Linked DNA regions of Mus musculus: region 2 is linked to region 1. The links are chromatin contacts, called in public HiChIP or PLAC-seq maps. All regions are on one chromosome and are shown on one strand. Each heading gives the region's core, a stretch centred on a gene start, on an enhancer-like site or on the middle of the called end of the contact. The rest is flanking DNA. Distances are from core to core; before and after follow the strand shown. Region 1 has its middle 17 kb from the start of 2010308F09Rik. Region 2 overlaps Cask (calcium/calmodulin-dependent serine protein kinase (MAGUK family)).

Region 1 (6,502 bases), core at 1,158-3,657:
GTCGGACTTTCCTGCATGTTCAGCTCTGATTGCTATATGGTCTTCCTGCCATGGCAACAGGAAGCCCTTCCTGCCAGCTAAACAAATGACCCCAAATTCAGGAGCAAATCCACCTGACAAATGCCAACGACTTTGATGGGACTTCTGCAGAAATCCTGAGCCAAGGACTACTGCCACCAATACACCTGGGTGGGTGGGCGGCCAAAGACAACTGCTAATATGCCTGTCCTGACTGCCTCTGCCTCCCAAGTGCTGAGGTTAAAGGCATGTGCAACTATGCCTGGCTTGTTTGTGGTTTTTTCGAATGGGCCTTGTAGTCCAACTTGGCAGGCTGGACTCAAGCTCTCAATTCCCCTGCCTCCACTTGCTTCCTCAAAGACAGTCTGGGAACTCTTTTTTTTTTTTTAAGATTTATTTATTTATTATATGTAAGTACACTGTAGCTGTCCTCAGATACTCCAGAAGAGGGCATCAAATTTCGTTACAGATGGTTGTGAGCCACCATGTGGTTGCTGGGATTTGAACTCGGGACCTTTGGAAGAACAGTCGGCGCTCTTAACCACTGAGCCATCTCGCCAGCCCCAGTCTGGGAACTCTTATGAGAACATTGTTTGTTTGTGGCCCAGTAAAGCCTCATTTAAAGCTGGATGTGTGGTGAACATTATAATTCCAGAACTCAGAAGACTAGAAGGCAGGAGGATTGCCGTTAGTTCAAGGCAGGCCTGGGCTGCATTAATTAACCTAAGACCCTGTCTCCAAAAAAAAAAAAAAAAGTTGACTTTAATCCCAGCACTCGGGAGGCAGAGGCAGGCAAATCTCTGAGTTCAAGGCCCGCCTGGTCTACAGAGTGAGTTCCAAGACAGCCAGGGCTACACACAGAAACCCTGTCTGGAAAACAAAACAAAACAAAACAAAACAAATAAAAAAATAGAAAAGAAAAACAAGAAAAAAACAAAACAAAACAACAACAACAAAACCAAAAAAAAAAAAAAAAAGTTGAGCCAGGCATGTTGTACAGGCCTTTAAGGGACATTATTATGTTTGTTTTTTCCTGGAGCTGAGGGCTGAACCCAGAGCCTTGGGCTTGCTAGGGAAGTACTCTACCACTGAGCTAAATCTCCACTGTTTTCTTAAAAGCAAATTAAACGGAAACAGGCTGAGTATATAGTTTGAGTAGCAGGTTGACTACGTAGTTAAAAAAAAAAAAAGATTTATATAAGTACACTGTAGTTGTCTTTAGACACACCAGAAGAGAGGGTCAGATCTCATTATGGATGGTTGTGAGCCACCATGTGGTTGCTGGGATTTGAACTCAGGACCTTCGGAAGAGCAGCCAGTGCTCTTACTTGTTGAGCCATTTCACTGACTACATAGTTTTAAATGGTCTCAAAGCACTTTTTTGTTTTGTTTTGTTTGTTTTTGTTTTGTTTTGTTTTGTTTTGTTTTACGAGACAGGGTTTCTCTGTGTAGCCCTGGCTGTCCTGGAACTCACTCTGTAGACCAGGCTGGCCTCGAACTCAGAGATCTGCCTGCCTCTGCCTCCTGAGTGCTGGGATTAAAGGCATGTGCCACCATGCCCGGCTCAAAGCACATTATTAACTTGGTTCAATGTCTAGCAAAAGTGCAGTTTCTGAGGACCAGAGGGATTTTCAGAACAAGCTGTTGTCTTCGTGTTTCTATTGCTGTGAAGAAAACATTATGACCAAAAAACAAGTTTGAGAAGAAAGGGTTCATGTGGCTTACGCTTCCAGATCACAGTCCATCATGAAGGAAGTCAGGACAGGGACTCAAGCAGGGCAGGAACCTTGGAGGCAGGAGCTGATGCAGAGGTCATGGAGGGATGCTGCTTACTGGCTTGCTTCCCATGCCTTGTTTAGCTTGCTTTCTTATAAAACCCAGGACCACCATGGGCTGAGCTGTTCCCCCATTATCACTAATTGAGAAAATGCCTCACAGCTGGATCTCGTGAAGGCATTTCCTCAAGGGAGGCTCCTTCCTCTCTGATGACTCTAGCTTGTGTCAAGTTGACACACACACACACACACACACACACACACACACACACACACAAAACCAGCCAGTATAGCTGTTTCCACAAAAGACTGAAAAAAAAAAAAGAAAAGAAAACCCCCACCCAAGTCTAGTTTAGTGGACCAGTGAGCTGATCTGGCTTACTTAGAGGCATATGGGGCAGGGGTTATTTTTGGGAGCAGGGGTGACTCCAAAGCAGCTGTATCACCCAAAACATGAAAACTGCATCTTGAAGCTTCCTTGGCGACTGGCAAGCAGCTTAGCTGGCTGGACAGGGTGCTCCCCCAGAAATTATTACTACCTGTATAACCTGTGGGGCCTTGTGGACCCTTTAATTTTCAGTCCTGTAGGGGGCAGTGTGTGTGTGTGTGTGTGTATGGGGGAAGTTCAGATATCTTGGAATGCCATGGAACTAGGGAAAAGAGTGGATTATAGGTACAGGCATTAATGGACGCTCTCTGCCCATCCTGGTTTGTGCTTCTGTTTGTTTGTTTGAGACAGGATCTCACTTTGTAACACAGGCTGGTCTGCAGCTTACTATGTAAACTAGCTCAAGCTCACAGCAATCCTCCAGCCTCAGCCTCCCAAGTGTTGGGATTCCAGGTGTGCATCGCCCTGCTCAGATTATGGTCTCTTTCTGGAGCAAGGCCTCTGCGTCATAGACAGGCTTCACTTTGTGAAAATTCAGCTATGCATGTACGATGTATATTCCATGGCTCTCACATCTACATTAAAGTTAAAAAAAAAAAAAAACCAACAACACAGAGGGCTAAGGCTGTAGCTCAGCGGTAGAACATCTAGCATGTACAGGGTCCTAAATTCCATTTCCAGCAGCACAGAAAAACCCTCCCCCTTCAAGCCCACAGCAACAAAACAAAGTAGAGCACAATTCACGCAAAGTGACAATATCCATTTTTCAGGTACACAAACGAAGAGTCAGATATAAATCCACCCTCCATAGCCCTGAGCACTGCATCATTTGTTAGCAGGCACTTCCAAGGGCAACTACGGTATTAGGCGGCTTATATTGTGTCCTTTCCTTTCTTTTCAGGTAAACCGTCATGGCGCAAACTGAGCATGCTCAGAGTCATTCCTGTCTATCTCTTTAAATTTTTTCAAACATGCGGTCACAACCTTACACGGAGTATGCCTAAACGTGTATTTCTTAACTGAGCATGCTCAGAAATGGCCTCCGTCATTGAGCATGCTCAGAGGTGTACTCCCCAACTGGGCATGCTCGGAATTGTGCTCCTTGCTCTTGCATATTTATTATAGGCCAGCCCCTACATGAATATGTATAGACTCCTTGAACGTGGTCCTCACGCTTCCTTTGTTCCTGGGGACCTCGCTTTTCAGTAACTCCCCTCCCTCGACTCTCCTTGCCTGCAGCGAGTAACAAACCTTCTCCCATCTTTCAGGCTGAGCTTGTTTGGGCTTTGTTCTTACCACGACGGGATCTGAGTCCATGGCCTCTAGTTACAGGTTAAACCCGTTGAAGATTGAAAATAATTTGGGGGAAAAAAGATTTCATCTCTGCTGAACATGTGGAGAGATTTTATTCCTCCCTGAACAGCTGTCCACGTTTGCACTCACCATGCCTTCTTTGCATATTTTTAGAAAAAGTATAGGGAAGGATAGTCACAAGTTATTAGCAAATACCATGCTATTCTCCTTTATTTAATTGCCTATTTATTTAAAGTCAGGGCTTCATGTGTCCCTGGCTGGCCTTGAACAGCCGAGCCTCCTGTGTCCGGTTCAAAGTGTGGCAGTTACAGAGATGCGCACTCAGACTCAGTTTCTTACACCATTTCCTTTGAAAGGCGCCAGCACCTGTGGACCTTGGATCTTTGTGGACCCGGTGCCTCAGTGCGTCATATGGCTTGCCTGTGACATCTAAGGGATAGGACAGGTCACGAAAGGGTTTACCTATCACGGGGGAGGTCCTGGGTTTAATCCCAGCGCCTCAGAACAATCACCACCAAGTTGGGTTGGGGGTGTAGCTCAGTGGGTAAAGTGCTTGGCACCACGCTAATCCTCAGCCCTCCAAATAAACACCTGTGGGGAGAAAGGATCTCAGTGGACAGGGATTACAGTGAATAAAAGAGAGGGGGGTGGGGGGGGGCACACCTCTAATCTCAGCCCTGGAGAGGTGGAGGGTGCAGGCAGGACAATTAGAATTCAATGTTATTTTCAAAGTAGTGAGTTCAAGGTCAGCCAGGACTCTGTGAGACTGTCTCAAAATAAAGTGAGGACTTTAAGCAGACCATTGCTGCTAATATGTCACATAAGCACAGGAATACTGTTAACTTGAGCTCATCTCTGAACCCAAGCCAAACCAGTTCTACTTGTGATCCCACCATTCAGAGGGGCCCACTGCAGTCCTGATGGTTTCTTTCTGTTGTCTATTGCTCCAGTTTCAAAGTTTCTAGGCAGGCACTCCCGCTCTGAACCTATCCCCCCCAGGTAGAACTGGCACTCATTTTCATTTTCATTTGGAGTGTGTGTGTGTGTCATGTGCACGGGTGAACATTTGTGTGTGCGTCTGTGTGTGTAGGCCAGACATCAGGAGTACCGCTCACCTGAGCTTTTGAGCTAGGGTTTCTTTCTTTCTTTTTTTTTTTTTTAAAGATTTATTTATTATTATATGAAAGTACACTGTAGCTGTCTTCAGACACACCAGAAGAGGGAGTCAGATCTTATTACGGATGGTTGTGAGCCACCATGTGGTTGCTGGGATTTGAACTCTGGACCTTCAGAAGAGCAGTCGGGTGCTCTTACCTACTGAGCCATCTCACCAGCCCGAGCTAGGGTTTCTTAATGTTGCCAAGCCCCAGGGATGGATCCATCTACATGGTCCATCCTACACCACCACACCTGGCTTTTTAACAGATCCTGGGGCTCAGAGTCAGGTCTCCATGCTTGCATGATAAGCAGCTTATGAACCGAGCTATCCAATTAGCCCCTGAACCATTTTTGCCTTTTAAACATTTGATTATGTGTGTGTGTATGTATATATGTACTTGACAGCTGAGCAGAGGCTAAAGGAGCCACTTCCAAGATGGCCATCTCATGAGGGTTGAGCCCTTGGTGTCTCATGACACATATTAGACTAAGCACTCTGAGAGGGAACAAAATATGGGAAGGGTTCCAATGTCTTTAATAAACTATCCCCAACCCCCCTTTTGGCTTTTTTATTTATTATATCTAAGTACACTGTAGCTGTCTTCAGAAAGCACCAGGAAAAGGTGTCAGATCTCATTACGGATGGTTGTGAGCCACCATGTGGTTGCTGGGATTTGAACTCAGGACCTTTGGAAGAGCAGTTAGTGTTCTTAACCACTGAGCCATCTCTTCAGTCCCCCTTTTGGCTTTTCAAGACAAGATTTCTCTGTGTAGCCCTGGCTGTCCTGAAACTCACTCTGTAGACTAGGCTGGTCTTGAACTCAAGAGATCTGCCCTACCTCCAAAGTTCTGGGATTAGTGGTGTGTGCCACCACCACCAGGCTAATAGTTTTGGTTTTGAATGACTTTATGAAGTACATAGCAAACCAAAGTAAAATAATAAATAGTGAGAGACAGGTAATTGGTTGACAGAGAGCAAAACATCATTAACCGGAGTAATCAAAAATTCCAGCAAACCAGTGTCGTAGTAGTTTGCTATTAATTCCTGCACTCAGAAGGCAGGGGGTGCCTCTCTGTAAGTTCTATGCCAGGCTGGTCTACACAGAGAGTTCCAAGCCAGTCAGAGCTATATACAGTGACACCCCTCCCTATAATCAGACAGGACAACAAACCCCAGCAGAAATCCACCTTGGGAGGGGAGGCAGCCAGCTGGAGTTCCCAACTGTGCTTTCTTATGGGGATTGAGCTTCCCATGGGGCAAACCTTGGATGGAAACGGCTTACCTCCTAACTGCCTTCAAGGACATGCTGGCTTTACTCTTGGCCTATTTTTCTGTTCTCTTTCCTCCCTATCACAGATTTAGGGGGCTAAGCTAAATCTCCAGACAAGGGGTCTTGGAGGACACTTGACATAATATGAGTCTGAAATGGGTCTGCTTGGCTCTAAAATGGAGGGTTCAATCCGACTTCCAGAGCCAGCTTGTCAGTGAGCTCAAACAGTACAAGACTTCTGTTACTGTGATAAGATATCAGAACCAAGAAGGAGATCAGGGAGGTATTGTAGCACATGACTTTAATCTAGCATATGGGAGGCATTGACAGGCTAATCTCTGGGAATTCAAAGTCTATATAGTTTTAGGACAGCCACAACCCAGCCCACCCCACGCTCACAAGAAAGGAGAAGAAGGAAGAAAGGAAGGAAAGAAGGAGGAGAAGGAGAAGAAGAAATAATTTATTTGGGATTTCTGATTTCAGGGGATTCATGATTCAGGAGTTCATGGTGGCAGAGTAGGAGCGCCAGTCACATCTTTAAGCAAAAGCAGGAGGCAGAGACCACACTAGGGACCATT
Region 2 (6,422 bases), core at 641-3,140, 350 kb after region 1:
CTTGTGGCACTAGTGGCAGGTGGTGGAACCTTTAGGAAGTGGGGTCTGGTAGGAAAAGCTAGGTCAGTGGGACTGTGCCATTGAAATAGATGGCAGTATTCCATTCACTTCTTCTCTTTGCTTTTTGTGTGTCATGAAGTGGGTAGCTTCTTCTGCCATAATGTTTTGCTTTCCCATAGGCCCAAAGCAATAGGGAGAACAAATGGAAACCTCTAAAACCGTGAGCCAAAATATTTTTCTTCCTTTTAAGGTGATTATCTCAGGTGTTTTGTCATAGCAACTGAAAGCTGTTCAACAAAGAGGAGAAAACTAATGTCTAGGTATGTGAAATGCTGCACTTAGGGTTACACAAGCAGAGCAGCAGGGCATGAGAGCATGGCCTTCTGGATCACACCAGACCTCTCTGGGTTATGTTAGAATTTAGAAATAGATAACAACTAACAACTCGTGCTAGGAAGGTGCCTTTAGTAATATTTTGGGGGGAAATTGCAGAAAATGCTATTCATAGATCATGGCAAAAATAAACTACATATGATCTGGAAGTTAATCAGTTGCTGGTTTTGTCATGTTAAGTAACTGCATGGTTTTGTCACGTTAAGTAACCTTAATCTTCTCCTGGCCAAAAGGGAACTTTTTAGGTTTTAGGGGCTATCTGGTCTCTGTCACTACTATTACAGCCTGTTGTGTTGTATAAAAGCAGCTGTTAACAATGAATAGACTGTGTTTCAGTAAAATATGTATCAAATAAGTGGTTGGCTGGATTTGGCTTGAGGGTGATAACTTGCAACTTCTGCTCCAGACTTATAAGTTCAAGGTAGACTGGTAACATCAAAATAGATTTTTTTGTCATTTGCATTCCTTAAATCTGAAGATAATAAAGCATATTTATAAGGCTGGCATGCTGAAGGGAGTGGGAGAGGGGATAGAAAGATGTTAATAGATTATTCCTAGAAGGAAGACAAAGATGAGGAGCTCTGGCTGTTTGCATTCTTTTTCTAAAGAAATTAGCTACCCAAGTTCAGCACTACACACACACACACACACACACACACACACACACACACACAAACCACAGACATAGAATCAAGGCAAAAACAAGGAAATGTGAACAGCTGCAAGGGAAACAGGCTGTCTCACACTGTGTCACTCCTAGACAGACGTGCTCCCTGCCAGTCTTTGGCACTGGGTCAGATATGACCACACACAGCTGCACAGACACACTTCACCTCCGCCTTGGAGTCACTGCAACTCCATTGGGAAACTGTATTCTACAGATGGTGCAAACAAAGCAGAGTAAACTCAGTGGCAATACCCAGTTCCTATCTCCTAAGCATGCACTTTCCAACAGATAGATGAAGTCAATCACTTTTACTTTACTTGTAAAGCATTAAAGGCAGCTCCTATTTTAACACAGCATTACATTTCACTCTTGATTTCTTAGTCCTCAAATAGAAATAATTGCTCACATATTCCACATTTAGGTATCTGTTCCATATCTATTTTAAATATTCTATAATTAAAGTTAGTGGGAAGATACTATGAAATAACTATCCCTGGGTTGTGTAGCTCATCAACCTTTTCTTTTTCCACAGAGAAAACCTTATAAAGGACAAGAATATGTACCACTTGAGACAAGATTGTAACTTTTGGAACAAGACTCTAAATATAGATCAATAAATGAAGAGCTTCCTTCTAGAGCTTCAAAGAACAGTTAAGTTCATTAGCGGCCAGTTACTTTAAAGACACTGAAGCAACTTTTTGTTGGAAGATAATTCAAGTTCATTTTTAGCTCCAAAATAATGAAATGTGCCCGCAACTGTAGTGAGACAGATAGTAAGAGTGTGAGAAAGACTATATGAAATGGCAGCCATGAGATGAGAGACAGCCTGTCAGAGACTCCCTTCACAGTCTCAGGGAACAGGAACCAAGTTCCAATATCGTGCCTTAGTGAACTGAGAAGTGCTAGGCAAAAGGACTTTTTTTTTTCACATATTATATATTTGAAATCCATCAAAATGTTAGGGAAAGGCAGGTGACTTAATACTAATATTTAGGGAACTGACAAGCAGCTATCACTTTGAAGATGATTTTTCGAAGTTGTAAACTGGAGAAAAGTTTCAGAGATCTAAACTATATTTTCCTGCCCAAATTAACATACCAACTTGAGATTTTCAGCTTAGATACCTACCCAGGAAGTTTAAACCGCATAGTTCCTGGATAGCCCGGGGAAACCCAACTCTTTAATATAAACAAAACCAAAAATGAAAGTCCCTTTCAGACATTAAAAATGAGATAGTACAGGTCTGAAAGGAATATTGTACATCTTAAAATTGCATTTTCAGAAAAATTGAGGAACTATAAATTTATAAACTGAAAGAAAAATTTTTTACACATCTAAGAATGATTATGCATCATTGTGATTCCACAATTTACAAAATGTTATAAAAGCCACCATGGTGAGTTTTGGGTCAGAAATGTTGACTGTGGGTTAATAACCCTGTCCCTCCCCCTTGAGACCCTGTCTATCTATTGGAGGTAGACTCTTTGAGTTCCCTCTCCCCAATGTTGGGCATTTTGGCTAAGGGCACCCCCATTGAGCCCTTAAGAGTGTCTCACCTCGTGGGTCTCCTGTACATTCTAGAGGGTCCCCCATCTCCCACCCCAACCCCTGAGGCTGCTTATCTCTATTCATTCTCTTGTCACTGGGCTTCTCTCCTGTTCCCCCACATACCTGATCCTGTTCCCCCTTTCCCCTCCCTGTTCCCTCTCCTACTCAGGTCCCTCCATCCCCCTGCCTCTCATGATTATTTCCTTTCCTGTTCTAAGTGGGATTGAAGTCTACTCACTTGGGCCTTTCTGTTTGTTACAACTTCTTATGGTCTATGGGTTGTATTCTAGGTATTCTGTACTTTTTGGCTAATATCCACTTATCAGTGAGGACACACCATGCATGTCCTTTTGGGTCTGAGTTACCTCAGGATGATATTTTCTAGTTCCATCCATTTGCCTGCAAAATTCATAATGAACCGTTCCTGTCTAAAAAAACTGCAGGGACAAAAATGGAGGAGAGACTGAAGGAAAGTCAGTATAATAACTGGCCTAACTTGAGATCCATCCCATGGGAAGGCACCAAGGCCTGACACTATTACTGATGCTATGATGTGCTTACAGACAGGAGCCCAGCATGGCTGTCCTCTGAAAGGCCCTACCAGCAGCTGAGTGAGACAGATGCAGATACTTACACCCAACCAGGGACCCCTATGGTTGAATTAGGGGAAAGATTGAAGAAGCTGAAAGGGAGTGTGATCCCAAAGAAGACCAGTAGTCTCAACTAACCCAGACCCTCAGGAAGCTCCCAGAGACTGAGCCATCAACCAGGAGCATACACGAGCTGGTCCGAGGCCCCTGGCACAAATATAAGCAGAGGTCTGCCTGGTCTGGCCTCAGTGGGAGAAGATGCACTTAATCTTTGAGAGACTTGAGGCCTGAGGAAAGGGGAAGGTCTGGTCGGGGGAGCACCCTCTCAGAGGCAAGGGGGAGGAGGAAATGGGATGAGTAACTCTGGGAGAGGGGACTGAGGGGGTTAGGGTGGGGAACGACTGGATTGTAAATAAAAAAATAAATTTCAATTTTGCTGAGGTATATACCCCCCAATAAAAACCCACTGGGTGATCTTTCTTTTATGGAGTAAATATTTGTCTATCCTATCAGTACCATTTTCTCCCTAAAAACTTATGCATTACAGAATTTTCAAATCTATTTAATTAAAATCTCTCTCTCTCTTCTTCCTCCTTCTCTCCCTTTTTCTCCTTTCTTTCTCACCTCTTTCTGTATGTGACAGAATGTATTCTACATATGTTCAGGTATCCACAGAGTCCAGAAGATAGTGTGAGATCCCTTGGAGCTGGTGTTACAGATGGTTGTGAGCTATTTGATATAGGTGCTAGGAACTGACCTCTGGTCCTCAGGAGAACAGTAAGTAGTCTTAATCACCTTATCAACTCTCTAGCTCCCAGTCTATTTTGAGTAGTTAAAAAGAAGACATTAAAATATTAGTCATACAGATGATTCTCCATTCCATGCATTACTAGAAAATTGAACTTCCATTTCTTTGAACAGCATCACTAAACAAAGCACCTTTTAGAAATCTTAAACCAACCTTGTATTTCATCTGAAGAAGTATGTTATACCACAGAAACTAGTGACTGGAGTAAAGCAGCGATTAGAGTCCTACTCTGGAATTTAGCATATCCTTGGGTAGGGCCCAGCACATACTGAATAGCTTGAACTTGAATTTATTATTGTAGGATCTACTTTAGTATTACAAAGTGAATTTCAAACTCTGGTTTATGCAAATCCATCCAAAACCCCCCAAAACTCCAACCCCCCCAAAAACAGGAGCCACAATAAACCCCTGTAATCCATAGCATACTCAGAGAAGATAGTATATTCTTTTAAAAATGAGAAAGAATATAGGAACCAACTTGGGATCCAGAAAGCGCAATTATGTGATGAATGAACCAAGGTAGAAATCTCTGTGATTGGCATTTTGAGAAGCTGTTTTTTCCTGTACATATTTACCACATAACATGGAGAGTGGGAGAGCGGGAGAAAAAAATGCAATATACACACACAAAATAGACTACTATTCAACCTTAAAAAGAGAGGAAATTTTAATACAACATGGATGATCCATAAGGACCATGATGCTAAATAAAATAGGCTAGTAATAAAAAGACAGATACTGGACTACTGCGGTATCTAAGTGGGTAAAGTTGTTTGTCCCAAGGCCTGATAACCTGAAATTAATCTTCAGAACCCACATGGTGGAAGGAGGCAGTCAACTCCTAAAAAGTGACTTCTGATCCTCATAAATACTATGGCATATATGCACCTAAGTAGCAGGACACACAAACACACACACATTCACACCCACACATACCCATACACATACACCCACATAACTAAAAACATTAAAAAGATAAATTTTTGTGATTCACTGATGTTCTTGGAATAATAACATTGATAGAGACAGTAAGTAGAATTATGACTGTCATGAGCCAAGAGTGAGAGAGGATGATGGTATTGTTTTATGTTTTAGTTCAGTTGAGAAAGATGAAAATAGAAGGTTGCAGTAGTTGAACAGCAATGTAAATGCACTTATCCCTATAGAACTGTATATTTTACAGTGCTGAAAATAGTGCTGTAGAGATGACTCAGCATGGAGAAACACCTGAAAAAATGTTCAACATCCTTAATTATCAGGGAAATGCAAATCAAAACAACCCTGAGATTCCACCTCACACCAGTCAGAATGGCTAAGATCAAAAATTCAGGTGACAGCAGATGCTGGCGAGGATGTGGAGAAAGAGGAACGCTCCTCCATTGTTGGTGGGATTGCAAGCTTGTACAACCACTCTGGAAATCAGTCTGGTGGTTCCTCAGAAAATTGGACATAATACTACCAGAAGATCCAGCAATACCTCTCCTGGGTATATACCCAGAAGAAGTTCCAACTGGTGATAAGAACACATGCTCCACTATGTTCATAGCAGCCTTATTTATAATAGCCAGAAGCTGGAAAGAACCCAGATGTCCCTCAACAGAGGAATAGATACAGAAAATGTGGTACATTTACACAATGGAGTACTATTCAGCTATTAAAAAGAATGAATTCATGAAATTCTTGAACAAATGGATGTATCTGGAGGATATCATACTTAGTGAGGTAACCCAATCACAAAAGAAGTCATTAGATATGCACTCACTAATAAGTGGATATTAGCCCAGGAACTTAGAATACCCAAGATACAATTTGCAAAACACAAGAAAATCAAGAAGAGGGAAGACCAATGGGTGGATACTTCATTCCTCCTTAGAATAGGGAACAAAATACCCATGAAAGGAGTTACAGAGACAAAATTTGGAGCTAAGACGAAAAGATGGACTACCCAGAGACTACCCCACCCGGGAATCCATCCCATAATCAGGCACCAAACCCAGACACTATTGCATATGCCAGAAAGATTTTGCTGAAGGGACCCTGTTATAGGTCTCGTATATGCCAGTGCCTGGCAAATACAGAAGTGGATGCTCACAGTCATCTATAAGATGGAACACAGGACCCCCAGGTCTGCAACCCTATAACAATATGAACTAACCAGTACCCCAAGAGCTCGTGTCTCTAGCTGCATATGTATCAGAAGATGGCCTAGTTGGCCATCACTGGGGAGAGAGGCCCCTTGGTCTTACAAACTTTATATGCCCCAGTACAAGGGAATGCCAGGGCCAAGAAGCAGGAGTGGGTGGGTAGGGGAGCAGGGCGGGGGGGAGGGTATAGGGAACTTTCGGGATAGCACTTGAAATGTATATAAAGAAAATATCTAATAAAATAATAAAGTTAAAAAAAAGAGATGGCTCAG

The links. HiChIP or PLAC-seq counts read pairs in DNA pulled down with a chosen protein or histone mark.
Region 2: an H3K4me3 HiChIP or PLAC-seq map of the 230-238 cell line shows a contact between it and region 1, with 11 read pairs. The contact joins two enhancer-like sites. A contact is called at or near these places in 1 of 15 datasets of contacts at CTCF or cohesin (large pre-B cells), 7 of 484 Hi-C or Micro-C datasets (Th17 cells, bone marrow-derived macrophages, centrocytes and 4 more), 6 of 115 datasets of contacts at active chromatin or transcription factors (the 230-238 cell line, astrocytes, embryonic forebrain and 2 more) and 3 of 9 other capture datasets (adipose tissue, liver and pancreatic islet).

The regions. Positions count from the first base shown.
Region 1 is chrX:13,227,619-13,234,120 of GRCm38.p6, forward strand. No RefSeq gene overlaps it. Among named protein-coding and RNA genes, the nearest start is that of 2010308F09Rik, 17 kb to the right of the region's middle. Within about 2 kb of position 2,408, at least 357 of the 459 cell types and tissues checked have an H3K27ac peak or open chromatin away from gene starts, as enhancers often do. A contact at or near this core is called in the 230-238 cell line, Th17 cells, adipose tissue and 2 more, where this site is marked.
Region 2 is chrX:13,575,646-13,582,067 of GRCm38.p6, forward strand. The region is part of intron 12 of Cask (calcium/calmodulin-dependent serine protein kinase (MAGUK family)); the gene reads right to left. The region is part of intron 1 of Gm34836 (a long non-coding RNA gene); the gene reads left to right. Among named protein-coding and RNA genes, the nearest start is that of Gm34836, 9.0 kb to the left of the region's middle. Within about 2 kb of position 1,891, at least 74 of the 459 cell types and tissues checked have an H3K27ac peak or open chromatin away from gene starts, as enhancers often do. A contact at or near this core is called in the 230-238 cell line, Th17 cells, adipose tissue and 2 more, where this site is marked.